2 separate regions of the Rattus norvegicus genome follow, and region 1 is linked to region 2. A link is a contact called in public Hi-C data. All regions are on one chromosome and are shown on one strand. Each heading gives the region's core, a stretch centred on a gene start, on an enhancer-like site or on the middle of the called end of the contact. The rest is flanking DNA. Distances are from core to core; before and after follow the strand shown. Region 1 has its middle 51 kb from the start of Exoc6. Region 2 overlaps Hhex (hematopoietically expressed homeobox).

Evidence for each region. A called contact is a pair of places that touch in the nucleus more often than the background predicts.
Region 1: a contact with region 2 is called in a Hi-C map of liver, with 2.8 times the contacts expected there. The contact joins two enhancer-like sites. A contact is called at or near these places in 8 of 12 Hi-C or Micro-C datasets (the A7r5 cell line, hepatocytes, kidney and 3 more).

What each region holds. Positions count from the first base shown.
Region 1 is chr1:244,673,352-244,678,050 of GRCr8, forward strand. No RefSeq gene overlaps it. Among named protein-coding and RNA genes, the nearest start is that of Exoc6, 51 kb to the right of the region's middle. Within about 2 kb of position 1,625, at least 9 of the 93 cell types and tissues checked have an H3K27ac peak or open chromatin away from gene starts, as enhancers often do. A contact at or near this core is called in liver, where this site is marked.
Region 2 is chr1:244,606,478-244,610,761 of GRCr8, forward strand. Hhex (hematopoietically expressed homeobox) reads left to right here. Exons shown (of 4, transcript NM_024385.2): 4 at 1,059-2,055. The coding sequence ends at 1,280. Among named protein-coding and RNA genes, the nearest start is that of Hhex, 5.7 kb to the left of the region's middle. Within about 2 kb of position 2,419, at least 4 of the 93 cell types and tissues checked have an H3K27ac peak or open chromatin away from gene starts, as enhancers often do. A contact at or near this core is called in liver, where this site is marked.

The DNA of each region.
Region 1 (4,699 bases), core at 375-2,874, 66 kb after region 2:
TTTTTGGTTTTTTTTTTTTCCCCCCGGAGCTGGGGACCGAACCCGGGGCCTTGAAGCTTGCTAGGCAAGCCCTCTACCACTGAGCTAAATCCCCAACCCTGGGAACCTGTGTTTTAATAAGCACCCTTCACTCCAGTAATCACACTTGGTATCTCAGGGGAGTGCTCACTGGTCCAGTCTGCAGGTCTAAGTGAGCGTGCAGGTTAAGAATATCAAAGCTATGTGTTCTTCCATGGTTGTCCCCGACTCTGTCTTTGGAATTCTTGCTTCTCTGCCCCAGTTCCATGACTCACAACCAGTTACTACTACTATGTCCAGTTCTGGGGTTCCCTGCCCCATTTGTCTCAAGATGGACTGAAGCAAGCTCTCCTCAGCCCCGTGCAGCAGGGATACATAGTAATTATTTCTAGGGTTTGCTCCGCTGCTATGAATTGGCTTGCACCAAAATGATTGCACAGTGGAGGAGTCCCAGAGAAGCTGGTAAGTATGCTCTTAGTTGTGGAAGTTGGGTGATGCCCCCATTAAATTAATTAATTAATTAATTAATTAATAATATTAATTTATTTATCATTTAGTTTTCAGACAGGGAGTCTCTCTGTGTAGCCATGTCTGTCCTGAAACTCACTATGTAAACCAGGCTGGCCTTGAACTTAGAGATCCCCCTGCCTCCGCCTCTTGGGTGCTGGAATTAAAGTGTGTGCCACCACGCCAGCCTTAGTGACCTTAAATTCTTTCTTTTCTTTTCTTTTTTTCGGAGCTGGGGACCGAACCCAGGGCCTTGCGCTTGCTAGGCAAGCGCTCTACCACTGAGCCAAATCCCCAACCCCATGACCTTAAATTCTTAATGGGTTGGGAATGTTTGCTGTATATATACCAATGAGACCAAAGAGACGATGATTCGAAAGTGGATCTCACTTTAAAGGCGTGTGCCGTACAGAGAAATAATAAAATTAGTTGCAATAACGCCACAAATGAAGAGAGTTGAGTACTTTTTATAAGGACTTAAGTCCCCCCCAGAAGTCTCCATGTAGAGGGGGAGATGGGGAAGACTGTCTTTGTTGGAAACTTGTAGAAGTGTTGAAACTTTCAGGGTCCAGTGGAATCTGACCCCCTGACACGGAAGATGAAAGGCATTCTCTTAAATATAGAAGGAAAACTTAGCTTCTCCTGTTAGTCCTTCCTCCTGCGCTGTACTCGCTAAGGGCTCACTACTAGTTCAGTGGTTTTCAATCTTCCTAATGCTGCGACCCTTCAATACAGTTCCTCATGCTGTGGTAATCCCCAACCATAAAACTATTTTCTGTTGCTACTTCCTAAATGTTATTTTGCTACTATTATGAGTCATAATGTAAAGATTTGTGTTTTTCCCGACGGTCTAAGGTGACCCCTGTGCGACCCACACTGCTCTAGACTACTTCATTAGAGACCAACTTCGTTCTCGCACTAGTTCGTGTACACTGTAGGAGAAAAGTGGATACAGAGTGCTGGCGGTGCTTTCGCATTGGTCGGCAGAGCATTGGCAGCTGCTCTGGCGGCTTTAGAGAAAGCTCCAGCTCTTAGGCTAGTGCCACTGAACACAGGGCTCCTGAAGCCAAGTGCTATCTTGGCTTTCTCAGGTCTGGAGCCACTCTTCCCGGATGCAACTCTAGGGCGCCCTCTAGAGGTCGATGCGCTACTCTTGCTGCCTTGGGCTCTGCATTCAGCAGTGAAAAGCTGACAAGGAGTCTGCTGTATGTCGTGGGTGTAACCTGGACTTGCGAAACTAAATTTTAACTGTGTCACAAGGTTTGAAACAGGCCTTTCCTGAGTCGGTAGTGTACAAGGGAAATGCCTTGTAGATAGGGCTCACAATAGGGATATCCTCTCTGGAATACTCTGAGGCAGTAGTGCTTAGGAAAGGGCAGACAGAGCTTTGAGGTATTTTAAAAGAGAGATTAACACTTATTGTAGGGGTGCTAATCACTGAGCGAAATAATCAAGGGCCAAACTACAAGGTGTTAACAGAAAGATTAGAGAATTGGGGTGTGAATATTCAAAACTGGGGATGGGGAACTTGGGTACACAACAGGGAAAAAAAAACTACGAACATAAGAGACGGAACTGCTGGTGACCCTGAAGCAGGAGGAGTCATCATTAAATGCCGAATGCTGAATGCTGGCACAGTGCTTAGTTTGTATCAGGCACACAGTAAATAAATATTAGATTCTGTCACCTCCTCTGTTTATTAGTGCTCATTGTTTAGGATAATAAGAGGACCAGAGAGAGAAAAAAAAAGTGGGTTTTTTTTTTTTTTTAAAGAAAGTAGACGAGTCTGGCTCGATTATTTATTTATTATTTATTTAAAATTTGAGGAACAATTTACTTGTAGGAACTGATCACTCCTGAGCCAGGAGTATCTAGAACTTTTGCAATCAAGGACTGGTGTTGCTCAGACTTTTTTTTTTTTTTCACTTTCTTTTTTGGAACAAGTCAGAGCACCCAAATAACCTAGGATGGAGAACTTGAAAATGAAATCAGAACACAGGAGGAAATGGTTTGATATCCAAATCACCAGTGCTGTATGAGATGGTTTTCTAGGAAGCTGGTGTTTGCAGAGAACACAGTAAGAGAGCAGAGAGGAGGGCAGGCAAAGGGGGTGGGGGGGGGGAAGCTCCTGGAAGTGTGCGGAGTTCCGAGAACGAGGTGATAATTTTCAAAGAGTACAACAAAACGGACAGGAGTCCAAATCAGAGGTTTTTAAAAAAGAGTGAATACTGTATTCAGAATACTTAACATAGAGCGGGGGAAAAAGTCATTTAAATGTTGACAGTGGAGTGCTGGTCTTTCTCGGTGCTGAATTGGGGAAGAGGAGAGCAGGAACAATTGCTAGCCTTCCCTGGGTCTACTGAAGGGCAGGGAGGGACTATTGCTGACCTCTATTGGAGAAGCTTCTCTGGCCTGGATTGAAAACAGTACTAATCCATGGGAACAAACCCAAATATTTAGAAGCAGTCTGGGAATGTGTCCATTTAGTAAGACAACAGAAGAAGGTTCCCTCTAAGGCCTACGACCTTTCTGGACATGGGCTTTTGATTAAGTTTACAGTAGCAGGCCTGGATTCCCTTGTGTAGAGCAGGCCTCAAATCAATCCCCCCGTGGTTGGTTGTCTCTGTAACCTTCGTACCACTATTTTACTAGTAACATGGCCTGCCTGGAAGGTCTGTATTGTAGTATTCAGGGTACCACGGAGTGCTTTCCCCCACAGCAGTCCACATAGCAAGCTGTACGATGAAAACTAGTCAGCAGGGAAGAAGGTAGAAGCCTTTTTTGACCCCTGTGGTGTTTGAATATGCTTGACCCAGGGAGTGGCACTATTAGGAAGTGTGGCCTTGTTGGAGTAGTTGTGGACTTGGTGGAGGAAGTGTGTCATTGTGGGCATGGGCTTTAAGACCCTCCTCCTAACCATGTGAGAGCCAGTCTTCTAGCAGCCTTCAGATGAAGATGTAGAACTCTGAGTTCCTCCTGCACCATGCCTGCCTGGATGCCACCATGCTCCCACCTTGATATAATGGACTGGACTTCTGAACCTGTAAGCCAGCCCCAATTAAATATTGTCCTTCAAGAATTGCCTTGGGCTCGAAAGATGATGGCTCAGCGGTTAAGAGCACCGACTGCTCTTCCTGAGGTTCTGAGTTCAATTCCCAGCAACCACTTGGTGGCTCACAGCCATCTGTAATGGGATCCGATGCCCTCTTCTGGTGAGTCTGAAGACAGCTACAGTGTACTCATATAAATAAAAATTAATGAGAAATTAATAATAAAAAAAGACTTGCCTTGGTCATGGTGTCTGTTCACAGCAAGACCTAACCAAGACGCACACCTTGCCTTTGCTCTCCTTAGAAGTGGCTACTGCTACCATTGTAATGTTCCTAGATCTGGTTGCCTGCTTTTATATGTGTAAGACTATGCATATCTGGAAAGGCAACTTTGGTATTTCAAAACCAGTCAAGTAAGGGCTGGAGATGAGGCTCAGAGGGAGAGAGTTTACCTTACCTACTTAGGGTCTTGGGTTCTATTCCCAGAACAACAACAATAACAACAACAACAACAAAAACAGACCAATCACATATATTTCTTTCAATCTGCCTTTCTTGCTTTAATCTGCCGAATTATGACTTCATGGACAGATTTATCGACCTCGTTTTTTAGTACTGTCCTTAGCCTATTTGACCATCTCATTGATGAAGATTTAGCATGTTTTTAATTTAGGACCAATTATTGTGAGAAAGCAGCCTAAGAAAGTCCTTTTCTAATGATGGAAATTATATTATTTCCAGAAAGGGTATGGCATGCCTGTCAGAGTTTGGGAAATTCAACAAGTGGTTCAAACTGCCCACCTCTCTGATTTCCTCTGATCTACCCCAAAATCTCTAGCTGTTCTCAAAGTAAATTGTCACAGGTATTATTTGATAGGGAACACGTTGGCTTTTCATGGGGTGGAAGGGGAGTGGAGGTTGAATAGAAGAAGTTTCCCGTGGCTCAGGAGAGAGGTAAAAGAGCGAACATCACTGACATGGGGTGGAGCTGTATCTCCCCTTGTAGTGCTTGCTGCTTGCCTAACTCTTGAAGCCCTGGGTCTAGTCCCCCACACAAACTGGGCAGCACGGGAAGCAGAAGTAGGAGAACCTCAAGTTTAATGTCTGGTTACAGAGCGAGTTGG
Region 2 (4,284 bases), core at 1,169-3,668:
GGTTTTAATGTGAATTGTAAACTATTGCTCCTACTTTTAAATTTTTCTTAAAAAAAAAAATGCTGTCCCAAAAGAACATTTTGAAACAACAAAATAGCTTCCTGTAGCTTCACTGTTCTTAAATATTTGAGGATTCCCTCTCTCTAACCTTGTACATCTTTTGCAAACTTGGTGACTAGAGAATGATAGGGTTTCTGTGTAATACTTACATCCAGATCAGACATCTACATGCCTTAAAAGCCACTGGCTGGACTTGGCTTGAAGTAGTTTCCCAAGGACTTTTAAAATAGTGCTTTCTGTGTAATATGGAAAAACATTCCTTCCAGGAAATCTTGCCTAGATTTTAAGCAAATTGCAAACTCTTTTATCAGTATTAGTTTGGTTCTGTGATTTTTTTTTTTTTTTGTGACCGCAATCTTGTAATTTGGTACATATTTATTTTGTATGTATGTTCTGGTAAATTTACTAAAGAAAACAAATGGAAAGGGATTCAATCTAATAATTTTTCAGACTTTTAATGTAGTCTATGTTGTTCCTCTTCTCCTTGTCTTTTTCCTCCTCCTCCTCCTCCTTTTCCTCCTCCTCCTTCTATTCCTCTTTTTCCTCCTCCTCTTCTTTTTTAGGGGATTAGTTACTTCCCACTAATGATCGTTCTTTTAAATGCTAGAAAGACCCTGTTGGGGCCGATAGTTAAAGAACAAGAACCACTGTCTCAATGGAACTGAGGGTTTTTTGGTTTGGTTGGTTGTTTCATTTTTTTTGTTTTTGTTTTTGTTTTTGTTTTTCTTTTTTTTCTCTCTTTCCTAAACTCCTGTAAATCTTGAACTCCTTGGTCTGTGATAAGTGTATAATCTTTCTCTGGTGTGACTTCTTCTTCTTCCCTTTTCTTTCAAGTGGGGAAACAAATCGCAAGTGTAGGTTCTTCGGTAAAAAGGTTTTAACAAAAATAGTTGCTAGTGAGCTAAACTTTGTAGGCATGCTAAAGGCTGAATTAAAAACTCAGCTTCGATGGTTCTGTCTGGGCTCTCACCATCTGCATCTCCATCCTCATCATCCAGGAGAATCCTCAAAGCAATAAAAAGGATGAGTTGGACAGTTTGGACACTTCCTGTGACCAGGGCCAAGACTTGCCCAGTGAACAGAATAAAGGTGCCTCTTTGGACAGTTCTCAGTGTTCACCCTCCCCAGCCTCTCCGGAAGACCCTGAATCAGAGATCTCAGAGGATTCCGACCAGGAAGTGGACATCGAGGGTGATAAAGGCTATTTTAATGCTGGATGACAGTCATCGGCCGTGACCATGTTCAGAGACTGGACTTTAGAATACCGTTCTGCTACAGACAAACTGGGAAATTCTGAGAGAAAGAAGTACCATTCTTCTAGCGTTTTGAAAATATTTGGCACGGCGTGCATTGAAACCATACTTTTGGTTTAGCGTACGTTTTCCGTACCGGTGTTAAGTTGTTTTGATAAAGTGGCTAAATGTGACTTCGTTTTTAAAAAGTGAATTCTTTCTATTTGTGAGAAGTAATTTGAACTTTTGCCTGAAGCTTAAACTATAACTTTAAAGGTTTTGGGCGGCTGTTCTCGAATGACTTTTCCCAAATGTGTAGCTGTTCCCTCGACTTCAGAGGTGCACTTAGAAAGGGGGCCAGCATTTGGGGATCCATGGAATGCTTTCAAAGAGCACACTTGGTTTTTACGTGACACCTTACATTGCTGCCTTAACTCCAAAGCCGGTTCAGAGCACTTGGCCCCTGGTGTCTGTTCTCATAAGCAAGATAGTTGATAAGATTCTTACAATCTTGTTTTGCTCGGCCAGTGCCTCTGACCCTGGTATTAAGGGATGACGCAGTCTCTACAGGCAGGGAAACTGACTCACTTGTGACTGATCTCACATGAACTAGAAATAGCAGGACAATTAAATGTAAGTAGATTGTAGATAGTGTGTTTTATAGAAACCGTGTCTATAGCATGTGTATAGAATTATTCGTTGTAAAAAAAACCCTGCAAAAATGTTTGATTTTTTTTTTAATTTAATGAATTAACTTTCATATACATTCGTCATCAGATGAATGACCCTGTTGGAATTCTCATTCTTTGGTTAAAAATACCTAAACCTGACACCTGAAGAACCTTGGTGCGTGTGAATGTGTGCTCGCCATACAGAATGGGGGATTAGGACCTTACAAGAGGTGGGGTGCCTGCCTCCTAGAATATAAATTTGATCCTTCTTCGCTGGCGTGTGTGTGTGTGTGTCTGTGTGTGTGTGTGTCTGTGTGTGTGTGTGTGTCTGTGTGTGTGTGTGTATGTGTGTATGTGTGTGTGTGTGTGTTGGAGACCGAGCAGGGTGGGTTGGAGCTGCCACGGAGCACCATCGATTGGTGTGTGCAGCCACCGTCCTTGACCAGTGTGAGTCAACAGTGTGTCACACTCACCTCAGCGGGAGCCTGGCTGCTGTGCTCTTGGGGCAATGCAGGGATTGGAGTGGCAGGGGGTGGAGGGGGGAACTGGGGGGTTCATCAGGTTCCAATTGTTACTTTAGAAGATCTGGAAACGTTAAAGCTCATGGCCAGAGAGACTTTGAGGGCTGCTGCCCTGAGGTCCTGGCAGTAGGAGAGATAGATGCCTGTGGGACCAGCACTCTGCCTCATACTCTGAACTTGGGTTTGCCGTCCTTTACTCCTACCACTACTGGGTTGGCGCAGGAAGCGTTGGGAGTGTCAGGAATTTGATGGCTGAGAAGAGGGAGGTAGGGTCCAGGAAGGGTGCTTGTGGGAAAAGGGGGGAAGAATGCTGATAAAAAGGTGGATGTGGGTCAGGGCTCTGACAAGTGGTATTAATCTGCATCCAGCTACCTGTCTGGCAGAGGTCTGACAGCCCTCCCACAGAGACCTGAGGAGAGGTCCAGAAAATTCTTTTAGCCTTGGCCTGCATGAAGCTCTTTAGTTGTACAGTAAAGCAACTGTAGTGACAGAATCTGTCCAAAGAACGCTGGACACACATGGACATTCAATAGGTGAAGACAGGCCCTCCCATCCTGCCTCCTTAGAAGGCCCTGGAACTGCAGGTGAACTAGGTTCCCAGAAAAGAACTAGGCACTGATTCTTAGGCAAAGAGGCAAGGGTAGGGGTTGGGGATTTAGCTCAGTGGCAGAGCACTTGCCTAGCAAGCGCAAAGCCCTGGGTTCGGTCCCCAGCTCCGGAAAAAAAGAAAAAAAAGAATAAAAAAAAAAGAGGCAAGGGTAGCCTTGGAGGTTTGAAGATCTAGTTTGGAATTTTAGTTCTTGGTCTCAGAACTCCAAGAGAATGGTCTAATTGACCTACACGACCCTTTCTAGCTCCCCCAGTCCCAGCTCCGTTCATGTTCTACGTTGTCCCCTCTTCTTATGTGTTAGGGTTAGAGCCCAAAGGAGCCTTCCGTCCAGTGGGAGAGTTTTGCTTCCAATCAGCCGCAGGCTCCAAGCTCCAGACCTGCCTAGCAGGTTACATCAAGGTTTCAAAGGCCATGGTCTGAAAGTCTGTATCCCAGGTTTTGGAGAATGAGACATTCGTGTGGAATTAAACCGATCCTGGAGTCTCTGTGTTTTCATTACTGGAGATAACCTCTGGGTGATGTTGACTGTACAGGAGCTGTATCAGGACTATTAGGCACAGGCACAGCAGCATGAGTATTGATTGACATTAGAAAAACTAAGGGCTGAAATCTTGTTTTAAAGTGGACAGCTTGCTGAAAAGGTGCTGCTTCCCCGGTTGGAAGCCAGCCAAGGTTCGCTTCAGGTTGCACTGAATCTAAACATCAAGGTCCTTAAGGCTGGAGAGTGTGTTGGTTGGAAGAGGTGCTCTCAGGACCCAGGTTAGCACTGGGTTTTATAAAGTTACAGTCTGCCAGGGGATATTTACAAATTCTTCCTACAATCCAGACATTTTTCATTTGTTTGCCCTTTGGCTGTTTCATGGTGAAGCGGCAGTTATGACCTTTACAGCACAGCTCCTGTCTTGTTTTTTAATTCTTTTTATCGGGAGATTCAACTTGAAAAACGGTTATCATTTAGCAGAAAGGCAAACAGAGAAGCACACTTTTGTAAGCAAAACGTTAATGATTGGAAGAATTGTCCTAATTTCACCATGACAGTGTGTGATTAATCCCCTGGGTCATGTACTTATACTTAAAGTTATTCAGTCCGTTGCTCTTTGATATCCAGAATCCTACCTGACTTAATAGGGTATTGATTATGCTGGATGATGTACTTTGACTCCTTACACAACATCACTTTTAAGGATGAC